2 separate regions of the Zea mays genome follow, and region 1 is linked to region 2. A link is a contact called in public Hi-C data. All regions are on one chromosome and are shown on one strand. Each heading gives the region's core, a stretch centred on a gene start, on an enhancer-like site or on the middle of the called end of the contact. The rest is flanking DNA. Distances are from core to core; before and after follow the strand shown.

The links. Hi-C and Micro-C count contacts between places; a contact is called where the count stands out from the background.
Region 1: a Hi-C map of leaf shows a contact between it and region 2, with 4 times the contacts expected there. The contact joins the enhancer-like site here to the promoter of LOC100276165 in region 2. A contact is called at or near these places in 3 of 25 Hi-C or Micro-C datasets (leaf and tassel).

Annotation. Positions count from the first base shown.
Region 1 is chr7:53,701,228-53,706,382 of Zm-B73-REFERENCE-NAM-5.0, forward strand. No RefSeq gene overlaps it. Among protein-coding and RNA genes, the nearest start is that of LOC100276165, 87 kb to the left of the region's middle. Within about 2 kb of position 3,079, at least 16 of the 20 cell types and tissues checked have an H3K27ac peak or open chromatin away from gene starts, as enhancers often do. A contact at or near this core is called in leaf and tassel, where this site is marked.
Region 2 is chr7:53,613,954-53,619,811 of Zm-B73-REFERENCE-NAM-5.0, forward strand. LOC100276165 reads right to left here and starts at 2,819. Exons shown (of 4, transcript NM_001374097.1): 1 at 2,373-2,819; 2 at 2,136-2,273; 3 at 712-899; 4 at 395-640. The coding sequence starts at 2,470. The coding sequence ends at 480.

The DNA.
Region 1 (5,155 bases), core at 1,829-4,328, 88 kb after region 2:
AAAACGTTTCAAATGAGCCAAACCAGGCTCTGATACCACTTGTAAGAAATGGGTGACGCCTAAGAGAGGGGGTGAATTAGGACTTCTAAAACTTTCACTAAACTAGGCCACAAATAATTCCCTAGAGCAAAACCTATGCAAATAAACAAACCAGAATGTGCAAACTAGGTTTTGTCTAAGTGTTGCTATCTATACCGCAATGGCTAAGTTTCAACCTACACTATATAAGTATGAATACAAGATTGAAACTTAAATGCTTAATATAAATGTGTAAACTTTAAGAGCAAGATAGAGATGCAAATTCTCGTGGATGACGCCGGTATTTTTACCAAGGTATCCGGAACCACGCAAGGTCCCGACTAATCCTCGTTGGTGCCCCTACGCAAAGGGAAGCCCACGCGAGGGCCAAGCACCTCGGTCGAGTAACTCAGTAGAGAGTCAGGGGCCTTCTCCATGCTCAAGTGGTGCTCCGCTTTCGGCTCCTCTCAGACGCTCCCCACCGTCTCCACTATCGAGCTTCTGGCTAAAAACACCGCGGGCCTTGTTCCCTCTGGTACACAGTGGCGGTCGTGACACAAACACGGTTGTCATGGTCTCGCAAGACTCTCGTCCCACTCGGTACAATTACAATGGCTCGCGCAAGAGCCGAGGGGTTGGTGGTTTATCTAAACTCACTCAACTAACTAGGATTCACCTAGAACAAGCGCTAAAGAGGTCTAACTAACCTAAGCCCTTCGCAAAGCACCTACGCTAATCACCGAGTGATTCTATTAAGCACTTGGGTGTAAGAGCACTTGGGAATGTCTACTATATTCCTTGGTATTTCTCTTGGGATCCTACACTTGGAAATGGCCGGTTGGGGTGTATTTATAGCCCCCAACACAAAACTAGCCGTTGGAGGAAAGCTGCTGCTTTCTGTGGTGCACCGGACAGTCTGGTGCCCCTGTCTGGTGCGCCTAGCCGTTAGGTTTATCAGAGCAAGTGACCGTTGGTGCGCAGGCTTTATGCACCGGACAGTCCAGACATCACACCGGATAGTCCGGTGGTGTTCCCTCCACGGTGCCACCTGGAACCAACCGTTAGGGCTACTGTTCCTGGTGCACCGGACAGTCCGGTGCTCCTCGCATAGATAGTCTATAGGCAACACTTCTTCGTTTCTTGGACTTTACTTGATCTTCATAATGTCTTCTTTTGAGGTATTGCTTTCCTCAATGCCTTGGTCCAAGTAACTTTAGCATGCTATGAACTACAAACACAAACACTAGCAAACACATTAGTCCACAGGTTATGTTGATCATCGAACACCAAAATCTATTAAGCCAAATGGCTCGGGGTCCATTTTCCTAACAGTGAGTACAACAAGGGTGAGCTCACATACGTTCATCGCTCAAAACGTTGTGGGGAATAATGTGCATGAACTCGCCAAAGGTGGGAGCTCATGTGAAGTGTAAGGCTTACCAAAGGAGATGGTTAAAGCTGAGCATTGCTTTTAAGGTTGGTCAAAATTTTATTAGCAGTTACTAAGTATAAGTAGATACCAACCCAATTAAGTAAGAGATCACAATTAATAATAACACCCGCGATGCAATGCATATGACAGATTAAGTTTAGTTCCATAAATTAATCATGCGAGAGTCCTGAGCTGCTCAAGTCCGCGAGCACGACTGATATACCGGTTTTACACTCTGCAGCGGTTGTGCCCTTTACTCACAAGTCATGTATCCTGTCTAGCCAAGGTTAGGTAGACCCTTAGACACTTCTGAGGTGAATGGCTAGGGATCCACTACGAGGCCTTTTACAAAGTTCCACTAGCTTTAGAAAACCCGCTACGGTTTCTGAGCAGGGAAATATAGGAATCACTCGTCCAAAAAGCCATCGCATCATGATCGACCCGAGAACCTCCTATGTGCAGCTCCTCTACCGCCCTTGCCCCTTTCGGTAAGGTAGTCCTCCACTAGCTTTCCTAATTAGTCAGCCAAGGGCATCCCATTCCACCCTTGTGGTAGCACAGATATCTCAAGTTAAGCTCCATGTTCCAATTAATACAATGATCTTGTCATGAACAATAATTAAAACATTAGTATAACTGGAACATGATCATAATGTAATATTAATCACAAACTAGGTAGAGCAATAGCAAAACTACCCAAAAGTTCAGTGGTAAACAAGGTGTGGGATAAACAAGTCTAGGGAAACCTATTAGGTCCCATCAGATTAACATGAGCATGTCATGGTGATTAATAGGAACATTATTGGGTGATGAAAAGTGATCAAGGGCACAACTTGCCTTAGAATCGAGATTCCCAAGTACTTCACCAACTTGGTATTCATATTCTCGTGACCTTACCACTATTCGTAGCAATATATACAAATAGACAAGGAGTACATAAATATAACAATACACCAAACATGAGAACAAATAGCGTAGGAATATTCTACGCGATGACACGAGATTGTAGGTTTGAGAACTACTAAAATCGGAGTTGTGATTCAGAAGATATAGTTTTCTCAAGTTTTAGGTGATTAAATGATAATGTCTTCTATGTTATAAATCATGTGAGAAAAATATTACGAAGAAACACCAAATTCAACTATAGTATAGGTTATCACTTGATTAGATATCATGATTTAGTCAGATTATAACTATAGATAGGTTAACTTTAATGAGCAAGCTTAATCTACTAAACACGGATTAAACAATATCTAATTATAAGAATATGTGTTATGATAAAACAAATGTTGTTATTGTGTAGACAATGTTATTACGAAGCTAACGCAACTAAAACATAGTAAATTGGAGTTAAAACGTAGAAGTTATGAATTTTGTAAGTTTATTGACTTAATTTTGTATCAAAAGTCCTTTTTGAAATCAATTAGAAACTAGTCTGGGTCTCGTGTTCTAATACATAAGAGAACATGGACTAATCTGCAAGGAATAGGACCTATCTGTGACCTTTCCTGTCAAGTAATGAACCGCGGGTTTATTTACGAAAATCATAGGGTCTTTTTAGCAAAGTAGACACGCGAAGGGTACGCGTGACTTCTGACCGCCCGATCAGCTTTGGACGACCTAGGACAGATCACCCAATACCACGACTAGTATCCCACGGTGGCCATTGGATATAAGATCAATGGTCTGAGATCGATCTTATAACCGTCTGATTCGGCATTGATGGCTCCAATTGAAGCCCAGCCCACACGAATCCGTATGCTATAAGGCCCGTTATATTGACATCATCCTCTACCTCCGGCAACTGGACACGGCGGTGTACATGCCACCACGGCGGTGTTCTGGCCGAAGCTCGGCCCCGTTCATCCCCGCAAACAATTTCTTTAGGTAAAAATCAGGCTACATGTTGTTGTGATCAATGCGAACATATTTAGGGACTTCTTATCACATCATGGTGCGACAGCGATGCCGTCCACATGACACGGTGGCTTCATGGAGACCGGTGTGCTCCGGTGAGAAATCCCGGTGACTCCAAGGGGCTTCACTCTTCTTCCCTCGAGCTACATGGATCCTAGGGAAGCGCCAGGATGAATTGTTCGAGGAAAATCAGCGATGATCCCACGGGTCATCAACGGTGGCATCACCTCTGCTTACGACAACGGTGGCGGCCAGCCTGGACCTCTACAAGCCTGGCGATGGTGACTTCTACCTGGTGTACAAGGAGGTGGCCCCGGCTTTGCCTAAATACCCGGGAGACCCAACCAACCCGCAACAATCGCGGATGGTTGCGTCAACTGGAGCATCCCCGGCAAGGTGAGGCATCCGTGTCGAGGCCAGTTGATACGGGGTGAGAGGTGCGCTGACAACCTGGCCCACATGACAACGACCAACAGCCCGTGCGCGCGGTGAGTTCAATTGACAACAGGGGTCCGCCGGTCAGTGTGATGGCGCGAGGGTGGGCCAACGGGAGTGAGGAAGGGAAGGAAGATAATGGGCCGGCACAATAAAATACCAAATTGGTTAACACCGAAGTTGTTTAGCTTTTCCCCTTTTCCTTTTATATTTTTATTTTCTGTTTTCATTTTAATTTGTGAATTGCCAAATCCAAATTTCCATTCAAATGTGCACATACAAAAGAATTTCAACATCAATGTATTACGTTATATTTTTATTACATATTTATTTATTATCCTATTTTTTAAATGCTTCTAGCTATGTAGTTCACACATAAATAGTTTATTTCCGAGAAATAATTTTCTATGATATGTGTTGGGGGCCTTCCTCTTCCGAAGGTCCTAAAAAACATGAATAACCATTTGCTCATTGCATAATATTGATTATTACAGGGAGCTTCGGCTCGTGATGGAAGTCTTCCCCTCTGTAGAAGGTCTTCAAGACGAAGATACAACCCGAGGATGATGACAATGAAAGCCAAAACTATAGCCGAAGAGTAACAGTTTCGGCTTAAAATGATGACGAAGACCAAACATGATGATGGGCTGAAGAGTAAGAGACTAGCTAGTCCTTAATGATTTGTATTACAGTTATTAACAGAGGTCAAGGTCATAAATGTATTTTTACTTGGGCTACGTCCCGTGCCTATAAATAGATGAACAGTAGCACCATACTGTTCTCGCTGAATTATAATCACTCTCGCATCTACACCTTCGAACGAGCCAAAGGTATCAATGTAATATAAATTTTGTTAATGTTCATGTGCGTAAGATCCAATATATTACATTCATTGTCTTTATATATTCTTATTCTCATGAATCATGAAGGCATGTCCTTCATGACCTTCGTCTGAAGATTATTATATCTGAGAGGAGATAATACTTCGGAGGACGAAGGTCCTTAATCTTTAACAATTGTGTTGCCTTGTTCTTGATTCACAACATTTGAGAACAAGTGACCAACATTGGTGCCCACCTCTGGTGAACTCAAACAACTACCTTCGACAAGCATTCACCGTCGTCATGCCACCGAAGAAGGAAATAACGCCAGGGGCTGCCTTCAGCCACTGGACACCAACCAAGAGACTCTCTCTGGGAGAGACCTGAAGCCAAAAAAGGAAGGCTACTAGCCTAACACCGCAGGAGGAGGAGCTAGACCAAGAAATCAGAGACTTGGAAGCCATACACTAGCAAGTGGTGAGAAAGAGAGAGAAGATGCTTTGGCTAGCTGACCTTCAGAGGAAGATCGACG
Region 2 (5,858 bases), core at 1,569-4,068:
CCCGTGTCGAGTGATTAAGCGATCAGCTAGCTAGCCGCAATCGGAACGAATGCCTGAGCAAATTCTCGAATTTGCCCAAGCATCCCCCCGAATCCAATCAGATTGGTGGATTGTGTACAAGTGACACGATGGCAATGCAGCGGCAAGCCGTGAGCTCCGCCGGCCGGCGAGGGGACGGGACCGCACGAAGCGACTATCCAATTGGATGGAGGCTTGGCAACGGGAGAAGCAGCGGCGGCAACAACAAACACAAATGATCCGGTTGTCATGTTGCGACCATACGCACCCGCCAAAACGCCAAAACTGGGCCAATGTGGCCACAAATAGCATATTGCCCGCGTGCTTGCAGGTTGCTGCCGTCCCTGCTGCTATTTTTGGAGCAAAAAACATCTGCTTCCCTAGATCTACGTGTCATTTAATATTTGGAGTCCATTCAGATGACACGATCTTCCACTCACCATGGAATTCAGTACAAAAGATTAACCACTCTCTGGATCGCCATCTTCCCCACGGCCACTGCTTGCAAGATTCACCTTAACCAGCTTTCTCTGGTCCTCATCATCTGATGGTGCTTCAAGATGAGCCTCCAGCAATAGGATCTTCCAGTCGTGATGCCGCAGAAACGAAAGCAGACCATCCTCTACACAACACCATCGTTTTTGTATAATGTGACTATTCAGGGCACAGCAAAGGAGAAAACTGAAAACAAACCTCCATCTCGGGTTGCCTTAATCTGGAGAAATCCTGACCCATGTGGCCCAGATACAGGGAATGTGCATGACACAGACCGCCGTCGATGGCCCACCTCAAGAGAAGCATCATACCACGGTCCTCTGACTATAGGCACTCCAATTGCTTCCACAACAGCAGGGTTGTCAGCAGCATGCTCAATTGCCTTCCTGAAAGCATTCAAACTTGTAATTTTTTTCCTTTAAAAGAAACAAAGAAAAATGCAATGTTACATGCAACTAAATTTCCACCACTGCATGAGACAACAATAGTATATATGGGAAATGGTGTGCATACGCATCTAGAAGAACATTATTAAGATAGCATAAACTTCATGGCTGAGGACCAAAGAAAAAAGATAAATATAAATCAAGATAAAAAGGAAAGTAAATTAAGATGGCTAGAATTTATTAAAATTTAAATGAGTGCTAGAAATACGTTAATTACTCTGTATGACTAAAGCAATGGAGACCAAACACATGACACTGTGCGGACTTAACCCCACTGTTCTTGCTTTCCTTATAGAAAAATGCACCATTCACTAAACCAATAAATTACCATGCAACCAGATTGCAGAGTGCCATTATGGTTCTCTCAGATGAATTCAAAATTCAAAGCGAGTGCTGTGCGATAAATTGTAATTAAACACATTAGACATTACCATTGATATCCAATGGTGGGCATTTGATTGTTCCCAAAATGGATTCCTAAAGTTCACATGGCACTGATGCATGAACAGAGGCAAAATGTTTGGATATCCCTATGATACTCTAAAAATGGCAATATGTTTGGACCTCCCTTGATACTCCAAGAAAAAAGGCAACAGTTTGGGTTTGGGAACACAGCACAAACTTTGCAATGCCTATTCCAGTTCAGTTCAATCCACGTGGGTTGAACCCCTCCCATGTCCAAACTCCAAAACCACGCGTGGCTTGGAGTGGACTGGAGTGCAGCTAAATAAGATGCGGAAAGAAATCACATCTCTTTGCTCCTGAGTAATCAAACTATCGAGTTCTAGTACTTGCTTACATGCAATTCAATTCTCTCTAGTAACAGGAGATTAAAATACGAGTAAAGGCCTTCTAGCAGTTGTTTGCATGCAAATCAATTCTCTCTAGTAACTGAGGAGCGTAATATATGGCCTGTTTGATACACATGGACATAAATAGTTACTAGCTGGCTAAAAATTAGCTCAAATTTGCTTTGGTTGGCTAACAACTAGTTAAAGACAGCTAAAAAAATAGCCATTCGCCCAATGCATTAGAGCTAATTTGAGCTAAAATTAACTAGCTAGCTAACAGTTGGTTCATGGAATCCAAACATGTTCATGTTAGAAACACAAGTGCAGATATTGCAGGATTGATTTTGAATTGGGGGGAGGAAGCCAAAATAAAGAAGAAGCTGACGTTGTGCATCCATTGAAGATGGCGAGGTCGTTGACGGCGCTGAGCACGAGACCTCCAGCAAGGCTGATGGCCCCGATCGATACGACCCCCCGTGGCAGTGACCTCTTGCGGCTTTCACTGGAGTCGCTTCCGAACGAGCTGAAGCCAAAGTTGGCATGACGCAGACAATAAGACGAGAGATCTCGTGTCAGTTAGGGCATGGAATTTTGAAGGGAAGATTTGAAGATACAATTCTACCGGTAGAGAAGACGGCCGGTAAAGGCTACTGAAACTCGCGACTGAGAGATCCCGGTGAGCTTTCTCGTCGCCGCCGCCGCCGCCCATCTCCACGGCATTTCACTTCTCCCCGCCGACGGAGAAGAGGATGGAAGCACGGAGAAAATAAAGAAGCCCAGCAAATTGCATCATTAATGGGCCTCAGCCTGGTATGGTCCGGTCCAAACCTGAATCACACTACTTATCTCCGCTGCACCTTCCGCGCCTGCCGGTTGCTGCTGCTCCAATCTGTCAGTGGTCGCCCGCGCTACCCCTCAGCCCAACCTGCTTTGCTGCCTCCTCGCGCTGCGTCCACGGCCGCTTCGATCTCTTCTCCTCCCCATCCTCCTCTACACTGATGCGACGCCGCTTCGACGCTAGGTGATGCTGATGACGTCGACGACGTCAAAACTCAGTTATAAGATTGTTGCCAGCAGTTCACCGGTCACCAAAACATTATTTTGCATTCACATAATATAGGGCATGTTTGGTTTCTTTAATCTAGGAACTAAAGTTTAGTCGCTACCATGTTTAGTTTTAGAGGCTAAAAATAGTAAGAATATACTAAATAACTCATAAGAAGATTAAAATGACCTTTAACATTCTCCTGCTATTAGTACAATTGAACTAAATGAGGATTAAATGTGAAATTAATATGGTTTATTCCCTTTTAGCACATATGTAAAGGACTAAAAACTAAATCATTTTAGTCCATATTTTAGTTCTAGTGTTTGGCAAAAAAGGAATAAATGAGACTAAAAACTAGAGACTAATCTTTAGTCCCTCTAACCAAACACCCCCATAGTTTAAATATGAGTATAATAATAGATAAGCTGCAGCATATATGACCTATTTGGCACATCTTATTTTCAGCGTCTTCATATATTTAAACAGAAGGTGTGCTAAATAGAACGCTTTGCAACAACTTATCAGTTCAGGTGCTTTACAGAATGAACTAAAAACAGTCAACAAACAAAACCTTTTCAGATGAGTTGCTTTCCAACAAGCAACAATTGTGCTAAACATAGTCTACGAGAGTGTTCGGTCATCTGATTAAAGTTTAGATCGTATCACGTCAAATATTTAAATATTAATTATGAGTATTAAATATAGACTTAATTAAATTTAATAGATTCGTCTCATCTTTTAATCTCTATATATGTAATTAGTTTTATAATTAGAGTATATTTAATACATTTAATTATCATTTAAAAAATCCGATATGATAGGGACTAAACTTTAGTTGGGTGGGACTGAAAATCTCTCTTAACTAAACTTTTGTCGTTTTCGCTTAATGACCTATTGTCTGTCGCTATGTGACCATATCATCCTTCGCTTTTCCTCGGTCCTTCTCTCCCAACCAAGTGCTCTTCTCAAGATGCTCTCTGTCAAGCGCTCCTCTGTATCTAGATGTGTTGTTCACTCACTTCTTTTGGCCTAGGATGCATCGTGATGTTGAGCGCTACGTCTCTTGTTGTACCACGTGCAACAAAGCTAAATCCTGACTTAACCCACATGGTCTTTATATACCACTTCATGTTCCTAGTGCACCTCCGGAGGATATTTTTATGGATTTTGTTTTGGGCTTGCCTAGAACAAAGAGGGGGAGTGATAATGTTTTTTGTGGTTATCAATCGTTTCTCCTAGATGGTACATTTTATATCTTTAGAAGCCTTCAAGTGTCATGTAGATTTTCAGGAAACTACACGCCACTACCACCCCTTGGCGTAACACGGCACCGAAGAGGAGTAAACCAACCGCTCAGGCGCATTATTACGTCCTGTCGCGTTAAGTTACTATTTTGAGACAATACAATGTATTGTAACACCCTAAATTTGTGGTATAAAATTTCTTCTCTAGTACCTACCAAATTCAGGTCTTACAACTCTCCTCCTCTCTATAGTTTCCTTTTTCTCTTCCTTTTATTAGAGGGTTGGTTAATTTATTTGGATATGTATTAATACTTCGGTAGACTAAACCCTAGGGAGACATGAATTGTTGCATCATGTTGAGTTTAAACTTTGATCTTTGTTTGATGCATATGCTTGAAATGTTTAAATTTGAGTTTGTGGCTTGGTTGGATTTGAATTCCAAGAGAAAATAAAAAGAAAAGATATTAGAAATTCAGAATAAAAAAAAGCAAAAGCAGCCCGCAACCTCCTCTCCCCTCAGCCTTTCGGCCCATTAGGCTCAGCTTGCCCCACGCGCGCCCGCGCCCCTCCTCTCTCTACCAGCTCGATCCCACCTATGGGGGCCAACTCCCACACCCGCGCGCGCTTCCCCGCTTTGTGCTGTGGACCCATCTGAAAGGGAAATGGTCTTAACCATTTTCTATAATTGATTTTGGTGCTTGACAACCAACACAAATCTTATGGACTAACTAGATTGCCTAGTTGATCATTTTTCAGGTGCATAAGTTATCTACATCAATTCTAAGTCGACTGACCGAAATACCATAGATTATTCCCGACAGGAGAAGCTTTTTGGAAATACACCTTTGTGCGGACCGTCCGGGCCCTTCCGACGGACAATCCGTAACACCAGGGTGAGCCTCGGACAGGAACTATGCAAATCACATGTTTACACTGCGGACTGTCCAAAGGAAAAGAGAGCACCGTCCGGGACCAAGCTCGGATCGTCTGGCCTCAGGCGCGGACCGTCCGTCCATTGTAAAACCATAAAAAACCCGAAGGTGACGGGTTCGGTAAAATGCATTTTTAGTGTCCTCGCGGACCGTTCAGGATGCACGGCCAGCCTGTCCACGACTTCTTTATTTGTCATCTGACGACACATTTAATGCACTATAGCCGTTGATATAGCTGTTACTGCTGACCGTTGGGATTTAAGCCATTGATGTGCAGGGGCGGACCGTCTGGACCAGGGGCGCGCACCATCCGCGGTTGGTAGAACAAGGGCAACGACTATTAAGTGGTTGTTGGCTATAAATACAACTCCAACCACCTCCATTTAAGACATCCAAGCATTCTACTCACACACATTCAATACAAGAGCAAGTACTCCATTCCAAGACACATTCAAAGCTTCCAAACCTCCTCAAGTGCCACAATTGAGACAAGTGATCTTTAGTGATTACTGACTTGAGAGAGTGTGATTCATGTTTTATTTGTTGCTCTTGTTGCTTGGCTTTTAATCGTGCTTTCTTCATCTCCTTCTAAACTCTCTAGCGACTTGTAAAGCTAGCAAGACACATGTAATACCCAATTTGTAATTGGTAAGAGATAATATAAAAGGGGACACAATTTTACTTCATCTATATGTGAGTTTGACCTTTATGCATCATCACATGTGAACACCCTAGGTAAAAACAAATAATTAATAACATAAAAGCCACTAAAATATGTATCATGGTGGTTTTCATTTTTGTGTGCATCTTGTGACCACATAATAAATCATATGAAAAGAAAATATTAAAGTCTCAAGTGGAATTTAGAATATACGAGAGATTTT